3 separate regions of the Triticum aestivum genome follow, and all the other regions are linked to region 3. The links are chromatin contacts, called in public Hi-C maps. All regions are on one chromosome and are shown on one strand. The core of a region is the stretch at or near the end of the contact, and the rest is flanking DNA. Distances in the headings are between cores, read along the strand shown.

Region 1 (3,251 bases), core at 54-2,553, 250 kb before region 3:
TAAACGAAGATAAATCTCAACAACAATGTGATGAGAGAGAAAACAAGAACAGAAAAAAAAATTGCAACATTAAGACAGAGGAAGTTATGGGTTGATTTTTGTGCGACATGCCGACATTCAGACATAACACAAGACTTTTGTTTCTGATATTATTGGCTGATCATCAATGTATGGAAGTGAAGTCGAATATTATGTATGCACTCATGTTTAAAATGCCTATAATAAGATGAAATGTTATGTTGAGGCAGGAAAATGTTACCTCTTCTGCAACAAGCAAAGCAGTCTCATGCAGTCTAACATCAAAATACACCATGTCTACGCCATGTAAAGCAGCCAACAAGTTTTCCTTTGTGAGCTCCTCAGGCTTCATTGGGGGATAACCAGGAGTGTGTATGCAAGTACGAGTTTTCCTGAAAACGAAAAAGGGGGAATAAAACAATGGTAAGGAGCAAAATACTCGTGCCTATATCTGTAGTAACATCGTCATTTGCAAAACAGAGTGGTAAGGAATACGAGAATGAAGATCACGTGTATAAAAACAGGACAACAACAGCACAGTTTGTTCTTTGGATTTGTCACTCACGTCTGGTTATCGACGATTATATAGGTGAACGGTGAATTCCCCCCATCTGCTATCTGGAGTACGAAGATATATTTAGCCATATAAAGGAAGTAGGATTAGGATGGATGAATGCTGCTGCTATGATAAAACAAAGGACCATGATATGGGAATGGAATAATGGAGTAAGCCAATTACAATACTGCATTACGTATTATACCGTCATATAGGAAGTGTCTACTCCGTCGTCTTGCAGCTCCTTGAGAATGTTTTTTCCCAGTGCATCATTGGACGCCTACTCCAGAAGTAAGAGCAAGGAGTGAGCAGTGGGGTGATGTCGAGCGAAGGAACTAGGTAGGTGGTGATAGTGAAGGACGGGTGCGGCCTTTACCTTGGATATAATCCTTGGGCTGAGGCCCAGGCGAGCGGCTCCGGTGAGGGCGTTGCCGGCGTTGCCACCTCCCTCGACCTTGAGCGCGAGGCTGCGGATCTTGTCGTCGGGGTTGGGGAAAGAGGCGACGGTGGCGAGGTAGTCCACGGAGACGGCGCCGCAGCCGAGCACGAGGGGCTTGGATTGCTGGGGGGCGGAGGCGAAGGCGGCCATGGGAGGTGGGCAGCGGCGCCGGCGGGGAGGAGGAGAGGAAGGAGGATTGATCGGAAGTGGAGGGATGTGCAGCAGCGTCAGCATTATTTTTCTTTTTCCTTTCTTTATGGAAACTATATCAAACAAGTCAACTTGACGGCGATGAGAGGTCCAAGCGAAACCATCTTCCATAAACACAAACCAACTTGCGGATAAGGCAGGCCGGACATCACATGGATTCACCGGGTCAGCCCACTCCACCTTTTTTGGCGCTGAAGCTGGAGTTTTTTTTTTAGATTCGTTGATTCAAAACATTTTATATCTTGAATTGTGTGTCAAAAACCACCGAACTGTTTTCATTATTTGATTTCTCGCGTTGAGATCTTCGAAATTAGATCGCATGTTAATAGATTTTGCTGAACTTTTTTCATGAAAAAATAGAAACCAGGAAAAAAATGAAAACCTGAAAAAAAACGAATACCACGGAAAATCTGACAAAAAATAAAACTGAAAAAAAACAAAAACGATGCCAAAAAAGAAAGAAAAAATTCAGCCCGAATGGTTGCGTTTTTTTAAAGGACGGGACATGCTTTTCTTTCTTTCGGTTTTTACATTTTTCTGAAAGCACATGATGTGCTACTTGTAGAAGCACAAGCCGTGCTTTTTTATTTTTAGTAGAAGCACGGTTATGCATCTCGTGGAAGCAAATATGTGCTTCTCGTGAAAGCATAAGCAGTGCCTTTGGCCAAAAAAAAAACCGTGCTTCTGGCAGAAGCAAATATGTGCTTACACTTAGCACAAAGTTGTTTTCGCGAGAAGCACACATAACTTTTCCATCAAAAGCACTACATGTGATTCCACAAGAAGCACGGCATATATTTTTTCAAGAAGCAAAGATGTGCTTCGCACAAGAAATCTTTAAAACCTAGAAAAAACCAGGCAAAAAACAAAATGCCAACAAAACTCTAAAACCCAGAAACACATACATAAAAATAAAAAGATAAAATTAAGGGGCAGCGTTCGGCACAGGGCCGGTCCTAAGATTTTGAGGGCCCGGGGCGAAAGTAAAATTTTGGGCTTATTAATACTCGTAATAATATGTGGATTGCATATGACTATACAATCATGTCACGGCACATAATTCATAAGTAAATCTCTAAAATAATTTTTTGAACTTTGGATCGTAAAATGCACGAAGACAAAAATAGGAAGTACATAATATAGATTAAATGACTTTTTTAATTGCACAAGAGTTTAAAGCTCTTGAATTTGCAATGATGGGAGTGAATATACATGCAATCACATAAGACAATTTGTAAGGGCTGTAAACTCAAATCTATTGAAAATAAATTTGTGCCAAAATACCGCAAAAAATCCTATGAAAATATCTCATTCCAATCTAAGAAACTTTCAGCACTAAAGTTCTACAATTTACTTAAAGTAAAAGCAGCTTCACCATTGGTCCAATTAATTAGTTTAACAGAAGTGATATAATTTGTAAGTATGATTACAAGCATGTATACCTCACAAATGGCTGAATTTCAGCACGGTAATACGATACACCTTGGATTCACATCCGTTGATCGATAATCTGGGGCTTGACCATGACACGATGTGGAATGAACCGGCGTCTGGCGGGAGGCGGGAGGCGCTCGGCCATGCGCCCATGCGGTCTGGCCGTGCATGCCCGTGTGCGTCCGGCGCATGGAGACTGGAGTCTCGCGAGAGGAGTTCGTCGGCGTCCGAGCATGGGCACTCGCGATCGGAGCGCTGGGTCTGGTGGAATTAGGGATAAGTAGCGATCTTTTTTTTACGATAGTAGTAGCAACGTTGTTAGAAAAAAAATGATTGCAGCGATCTTGTTGGAGAAAATTGTGGCGATCAAAACGAAAACAGGGCAGGCCCCGTGTACTGAGCTATCTACGTCATTGTTTTCCTATTAAGAGAAGAGCGTCCGGATGCCATGAAGGACGCGGGCTGCTTGCTGGACCAGGGAATTTTTTTCACGATCTGCACTTTGGGCTAGTATATACACCTGGCTGGGGAGGGGCCCCTGGGATGTTGGGGGCCCGGGGCGGCCGCCCCTTCCGCCCCCCCTCAGGACCGGCC
Region 2 (2,927 bases), core at 166-2,665, 190 kb before region 3:
CTTGTGAATCACAACATACTATTCATGAGTCGAAAGAAAGCTCGTTAAATATGATTCATTTGTGGTAGGATTTGAACAGAAGATAACAGAAACGATACCTGTTGTTTCCTCCTCCAATCCTCAACCCCCTCTTTCAACATGGTCGCCGTAATCACGAACGACAATGGCAGTAGCGCGCTTACCGCCGAGTAGGGCGCGAGTGGGGTCAAAGTGAGGATCCCTGAGACGAGGAAGTAGAAGTTGGCCACCCTCCGGAACTGCTCAAAGAGGGACTTGGGCACGAAGGTGACCAACGAGTACTTGGTAGTGGACACCTCATTTCTTGGGTAACTGAAGCCCTCCTCTTCATGCTTGTCTGGATCATTGACGTAGACGACTCGGGAGAACCCCGCCGTGCCAATCTTGGAGTGATCTTCGGTGGCGCCCTTGGCGCAGAGCGCGAAGCTGTACAACGTGCTCAGCTTCAGCTTCTCCAGCCTCCTCCTTACCCGTGCCATTTTGACACAAGAACCAGATCACCACACCAGACTAGTACTGCCCAGGGCTCACCAGGCTCAGCTCTCTTGGTTACTGCCGAGATTACTGAACTTTTGGCCTCAAACTTACTGAGCTGAATCTGAAAATTCAGCCCTCAAGGACCAGTGAATGAATCAGGAACAAATCACTGGACCCCCCCCCCCCCCCCTCTGAGCGAGAAGAAGTCAGATTTCAGGTGTGAACCCAAGAAACGCCTCGCAATAAATTCGGGGCGCGCTCCCACCCACCAAGAAAGGCTCCACCGCCCCCACCTACCTAAAAAAAGCAGGCGAGGCAGCCACACGAGGAACTGGACAGCACTGGACTAAATCACCTGACCGGGAACGCCTCAACAGAGCTCCGAGATCCCGCCCTGCCGCGGCGCGGCGACGGCGGCGTCCGGCCGGAACCCCCTCCGCCCCTGAACTCCCGCGTCCCGGAATCCCAGCTCCAGGCGGCAGCGCGGGGGACCCTGATCCATGCGGCGAGGCAGCGGGCGTTTCTTGTTTCTGTCCGTCCGTCCGTCCTCCGAGAAACGTCCCCGGGAAAGCAACTTATTGGGCGGAGGAATCCGGCGGGTGGGGGAGGGGCGGCAATGCGCGCGAAGCAGCGGCCGGCAAGGAAGGAACAAGGGCGGGACGGGACCGAACCGACGCGCACGAACGCACGCACGCGGTTTCTTTGTTGCGCGGCGGACGAATCCAAGACGGGACGCGGACACGGAAGCGGAAGGCTTGGGATAGGGGGAGGGAGGAAAATTCGAAGCTTTGCCGAGGAAGAGACGGGGGAGCGGGGTCAAATGGAAGAAGGGAGAAGGGTGGAGGAGTAGGGGACGGACGGGGGATGAGAGAACGGAGGTGGGGAGAGAGAGGCAGAGTCGTGGGCGTGTGCGTGTGCGTGTGCGCGGGGTGGGGGAGGGGTTCTTGGGCTGGCCGGTTTGGTTGTTGGCGCCGCTGCTGCTACTGCTGTGCCTGTCGTGACTGTGTGCTGCCTGGCGCTTTGCCCTTTGGGGGTGGGTAAAACGTGTGCTGTCCGGTAGTAAGATGTGGATTTTACTTGTATCTTTCCATTTATGAAATGATTTTACTCTTTCCTTTCCTTGTGTGTACTACTCCTACATTATTCCTTACCTTGTATACTTACATTGTTATTCTTTTGAACAAACCTTGCCTTGTATATTAGGTATTGCTATATTTACCACGGCGGTTTAATGAATCTCTCAGGAGATTACGGTTTGGCATGGCAATATATCGTTCCTCCGTGTTGATTAGATATCATGATTGCATAAAAAAAATCAAATCTTCTCTTTTTAAGAAAATCCATAGCATCGAAACTTCATGTTCACCATGAAACACATTTACTTTCATAACCCCTTCCCTCAACGAAAAACCGTAAACATACATTTAAAGGCGTAAACGAACGTTACAACCTCGCGTAGTCACTTGTATATTTATAGCCCATTGATTATACTTATTCTCTATAGTTTTTTCTAATTTCATTTTGTGTGCAATTGTTAGTTTTTCGCAAACTGAGTGTAGCTCAGATGGTTAGGTTCCTTGTGATGGAACGTGTCCACCAGGGTTTAAATCCTAGACTTGGCATTGATGCTCACATATTTCTTGATTTATTTCAGACTTTCCTACCATGTTTGTTCAGTGAGAGGAGACGTTCCCACCAACAATGAGGCATCTATGATGATTTTGTCAATCTCAAGATGTTGTGTTCGACTCGATATCTTGGAGGTGCTCATAGGGATAGCCTATGGTGACTTTGCCAATTCAAGATGTTGTGTTTGGCTCGGTATCTTGGAGGTGCTCGCAGGGGCAGCCTATGGTGACTTCGTCAATCTTAAGATGTTGTGTTCAGCTCGGTATCTTGGAGGTGCTCGTAGGGGTAGCCTATGGTGACTTCGTCAATCTCAAGATGTTGTGTTCGGCTTGATATCTTGAAGGTGCTCGTAGGGGTAGCCTATGGTGACTTCGTAAATTTCAAGATGTTGTGTTCGGCTCGGTATCTTGGAGGTGCTTGTAGGGGTAGCCTATGGTGACTTTGTCAATTTCAAGAAGTTGTGTTTGGCTCGGTATCTTGGAGGTGCTCATAGGAGTAACATATGGTGACTTCTTCAGTCTCAAGATATTGTGTTCGGCTCGGTATCTTGGAGGTGCGCGTAGGGGTAGCCTATGGTGACTTCGTCAATCTCAAGATGTTGTGTTCGGCTCGGTATCTTGGGGGTGCTCATAGGGGTAGCCTATGGTGACTTCGTCAATCTCAAGATGTTGTGTTCGACTCGGTATCTTGGAGGTGCTCATAGGGGTAGCCTATGGTGACTTCGTCAGTCTCAAGATATTGTGTTCGACTCGGTATCTTGGAGGTGCTCATAGGGGTAGGGTGTGCGTGTGTGCGTTCATAGG
Region 3 (3,056 bases), core at 3-2,502:
CCAAGTCAAACGAACAAGCGCGCTTTGGTTATTGGGGGCTGCGCACGTAGAGGAGTTGTTGCCATTCATGGAAGAAGCTTAAGTAAGCAGCATTTGTTGTTTATTAGCTCGCATATCTGGCTATTATATGCCTTAAATCTTTTGCATTCCTGGCCTTTGGAACGTCCGAAAAGATATCCCTTCTCGGAGCACGGTTAAACTAGTATACTAGTAGTAGTGGTACAAAAGGACGCCAGATGTACTTAGGGAAAGACACGATCTCTCCTCGACCACGCAAAAAGAAACAAAGGCACGGTGACAAAGTTCGTCACCACCACTTCCCTCGGTATCATCTCCCGATGTAAAACACACACTACTCGCGACACTTTGCACGCCATCCCGGCCTCACCTGATTGAGTGATTAGCTGTTACCGTCGGCGCGATTATACTTAACTGAATTCCACTGTCCAAGAAGACGCATGTGCTAGAACAAGACGAGTTCGCGCTAGCTAGCTACCTAGTCTGTGCGCAGCACACTTGTCTTCCTCCCGATGCGTGCAGCGCAGCGCAGCGCGTCGATCGTGTCCGTTTGCAAAGCTGCTGCTATATGTAGTCCGTCCACCTGCGTCCGTCCGTCCGTGCACGGGTCCGCGTCGATCGTATCAATCAGTCGGTCGGGCGAATCCGACGTGCCGTGACGCCCGTCGTGGACTGGACGGGCGCGGATGCCCCGCCTTCTCTTTCGCTTTGTGGTCGGGGGAGAGGAGGAGGGTTGGTGGCCGGTAGGTTAACCACCTCCTTCGTGTTGCGCGGGCGGGCGGGTGATCGCCCAACCAACAGCTCGCTCGCTCGCTCTTATCCGGGGCAACAGCAGCCGGCGTCGCCTTGCGCCCGTCACCACCACGCACGACCACCAAGCACAGCAGACCGCGCCACACGTCCTACTACCATGCTGACATAACATAACATACCCCTAATCCTAATGCAAGGCGGTCGTCCGGTGCAAGTAGATAGGGTCCAATCAGCCTAGCAGCACGAGAGTACATAAACTATTAACACCAAAAAGGATCTCCCGCGTCAGATGCTGCTGGAAAGAGAGACAGATCCTATGGGGCGCCTTTTCTCTTTTCTCGGCGCCGCTGACGCCGTATCTTGCGGCGACAGCGATCGGCGGGCGACGGCGACGCCGGGCCCGTCGCAGTTGGGCAGCAAACAGAAGCTGGACCAGGCGAGGGCGACGCGTGCGTGCGTTGGAGATGCTGGATTGGAATGGCATCCCGTGCGTGGACCCAAGGGAGCCCAAGAATCGAATCTTCCAGGCTTCTCCCGCGGGAGTCATCATGCCTGCCTGGTGCTCCTGTAGTAGAGTCTGCATGAAGCGAGTGCGCCTTTTTGACACCGGTCCTCGTCATGTACACAGATGAGCTAGTACACGAGTGCTTCACCAGGCTTCGTTCTGGCGTCCGAGCTCTTTACCGTGTGGTGGTTGCTGTTTCGCTGGGCATTTGCATCAAAACCACAGGTGCGCAAGCACACAAGCAACACGGAGAACGAACCTTTTCTTGTCCTAGACCGATATACATTGTGTTGGCATGACAGAAACAGTACTTGTAACAGAAAACAACAACACCGAAATTGATAATCTAAATGCTATGTCAATGACAACCCAATTCTCTTCTATTTACACCTGTTCACGCCTGGCAGTTTGGGTTGTGCAAGGATCTTCAGAGACAGTCTTCCGGAACGGAACGAATTTATGACATGACATACAACAGGAGGTAGAGGCACGATGGCAACAGAAACTCCACATACAAAGGAAGACCGCATGCACAACCCGAATCTCAGTAACTACTACTTCCTCCGTTCCGAATTACTTGTCTTCGATTTGTCTAGATACAAATGTATCTAGACTCATTTTAGTGTTAGATACCTCTGTATCTAGACAAATCTAAAACAAGTAATTCGGAACGGAGGGAGTACGCAAGAAGCTTCCGGGCTCATCAAATAGTTTTGGATGACTGGATAACACGGTATCAACTTGTAACTGCAACAACACAAAACGTGTACGTTAGTTGTCCTTGCTCAACAGAAATGCCACAAAGTTGGCTAATAATAAGGGTAGTGCAAGGAAGAAATCAAGACAGAAAAGACAGAAGCCACATCAGGGCTGTAACTCAAAGAATGACTATCCAAAAAACAGGCAACATCTATCAGCCAAATCCGGCCGCATTGTGTTTCTGATGAAGAAAGCATCATGATCACCAAGAGATGTAAATAAACTAGAAAAATATAAACATTCAGGTCGCCATAGTTTGGCTCAAACCAAGCCCATTCCCAGCTAGTTTCCTGCCAAACTCAGCAATTCTTGGATGGAAAACACAACTAGTCTCGTAACCCTTTGGAATTGGGCTTCAAGTAACACCAAGATAACTTTCACTGGTTATATGCAATTTCTTTAAGATTAATATAACTTTGCTAACCGCAATAGTCTGATATGCAAGTGTAGGACACATGAATTTGCATGGAGCGAAGCAACACAGTTGACTTAGGTAAGTGTTGTAAAGCAGCACTCGTAGTGCTGCCCAGGTATGTACAGGATACCAGCTTGGCCCAGAACAAAACACCATTTGGAAGACCAAACCAACAAGGATCAAATTAGCAGCGCTAGCACACAACTTAAGCTTTGAATTTCCCTTTTTCTTTTTTGCTTCCACTTATAGTTCTACAAAAACACTAGAATGGTTTCGTTTCTAGCTTCTGCCAGGATTTGTGATCTCTCAATCTTTTAAGGCTATTTGTCCATTCTTGAAGTGCAGAAAATGTAGGATAACAATTTGAAGTGAAGGACAAGAAAGTGATAGGCATGCTTAGGTAAATTAACAACTCAAAGCATCACGTGCAATGAAGACAAGGATCTTCTACCATTATAAATATAAAATACCATATGCAGGTAAAATAACAGCTCACTCAAAATACCATACACAAGAACAAAAACATAAGGTTGGTTTAGAACGCTTACTATAAACATCCACTTCAGTATCGGGCCCAACATTTTCACCAACTTGGATAATCTGGAG

Evidence for each region. A called contact is a pair of places that touch in the nucleus more often than the background predicts.
Region 1: a contact with region 3 is called in a Hi-C map of leaf, with 4 times the contacts expected there. The contact joins the promoter of LOC123161147 here to the enhancer-like site in region 3. A contact is called at or near these places in 3 of 5 Hi-C or Micro-C datasets (all in leaf).
Region 2: a contact with region 3 is called in a Hi-C map of leaf, with 5 times the contacts expected there. The contact joins the promoter of LOC123159185 here to the enhancer-like site in region 3. A contact is called at or near these places in 3 of 5 Hi-C or Micro-C datasets (all in leaf) and 1 of 1 datasets of contacts at active chromatin or transcription factors (leaf).

Annotation. Positions count from the first base shown.
Region 1 is chr7B:170,337,843-170,341,093 of IWGSC CS RefSeq v2.1, reverse strand. LOC123161147 (sulfofructose kinase) reads right to left here and starts at 1,303. Exons shown (of 10, transcript XM_044578995.1): 1 at 951-1,303; 2 at 780-854; 3 at 584-636; 4 at 260-410. The coding sequence starts at 1,247.
Region 2 is chr7B:170,282,685-170,285,611 of IWGSC CS RefSeq v2.1, reverse strand. It overlaps LOC123159185 (putative phospholipid-transporting ATPase 9), which reads right to left and starts at 1,415. Exons shown (of 11, transcript XM_044577013.1): 1 at 99-1,415. The coding sequence starts at 497. It overlaps LOC123159186, which reads left to right. Exons shown (of 2, transcript XM_044577015.1): 2 at 2,150-2,589.
Region 3 is chr7B:170,091,272-170,094,327 of IWGSC CS RefSeq v2.1, reverse strand. LOC123156409 (G patch domain-containing protein TGH homolog) reads right to left here. Exons shown (of 18, transcript XM_044574541.1): 16 at 2,999-3,056; 17 at 1,960-2,023; 18 at 1,526-1,834. Among protein-coding and RNA genes, the nearest start is that of LOC123156409, 13 kb to the right of the region's middle. Within about 2 kb of position 1,252, at least 5 of the 8 cell types and tissues checked have an H3K27ac peak or open chromatin away from gene starts, as enhancers often do. A contact at or near this core is called in leaf, where this site is marked.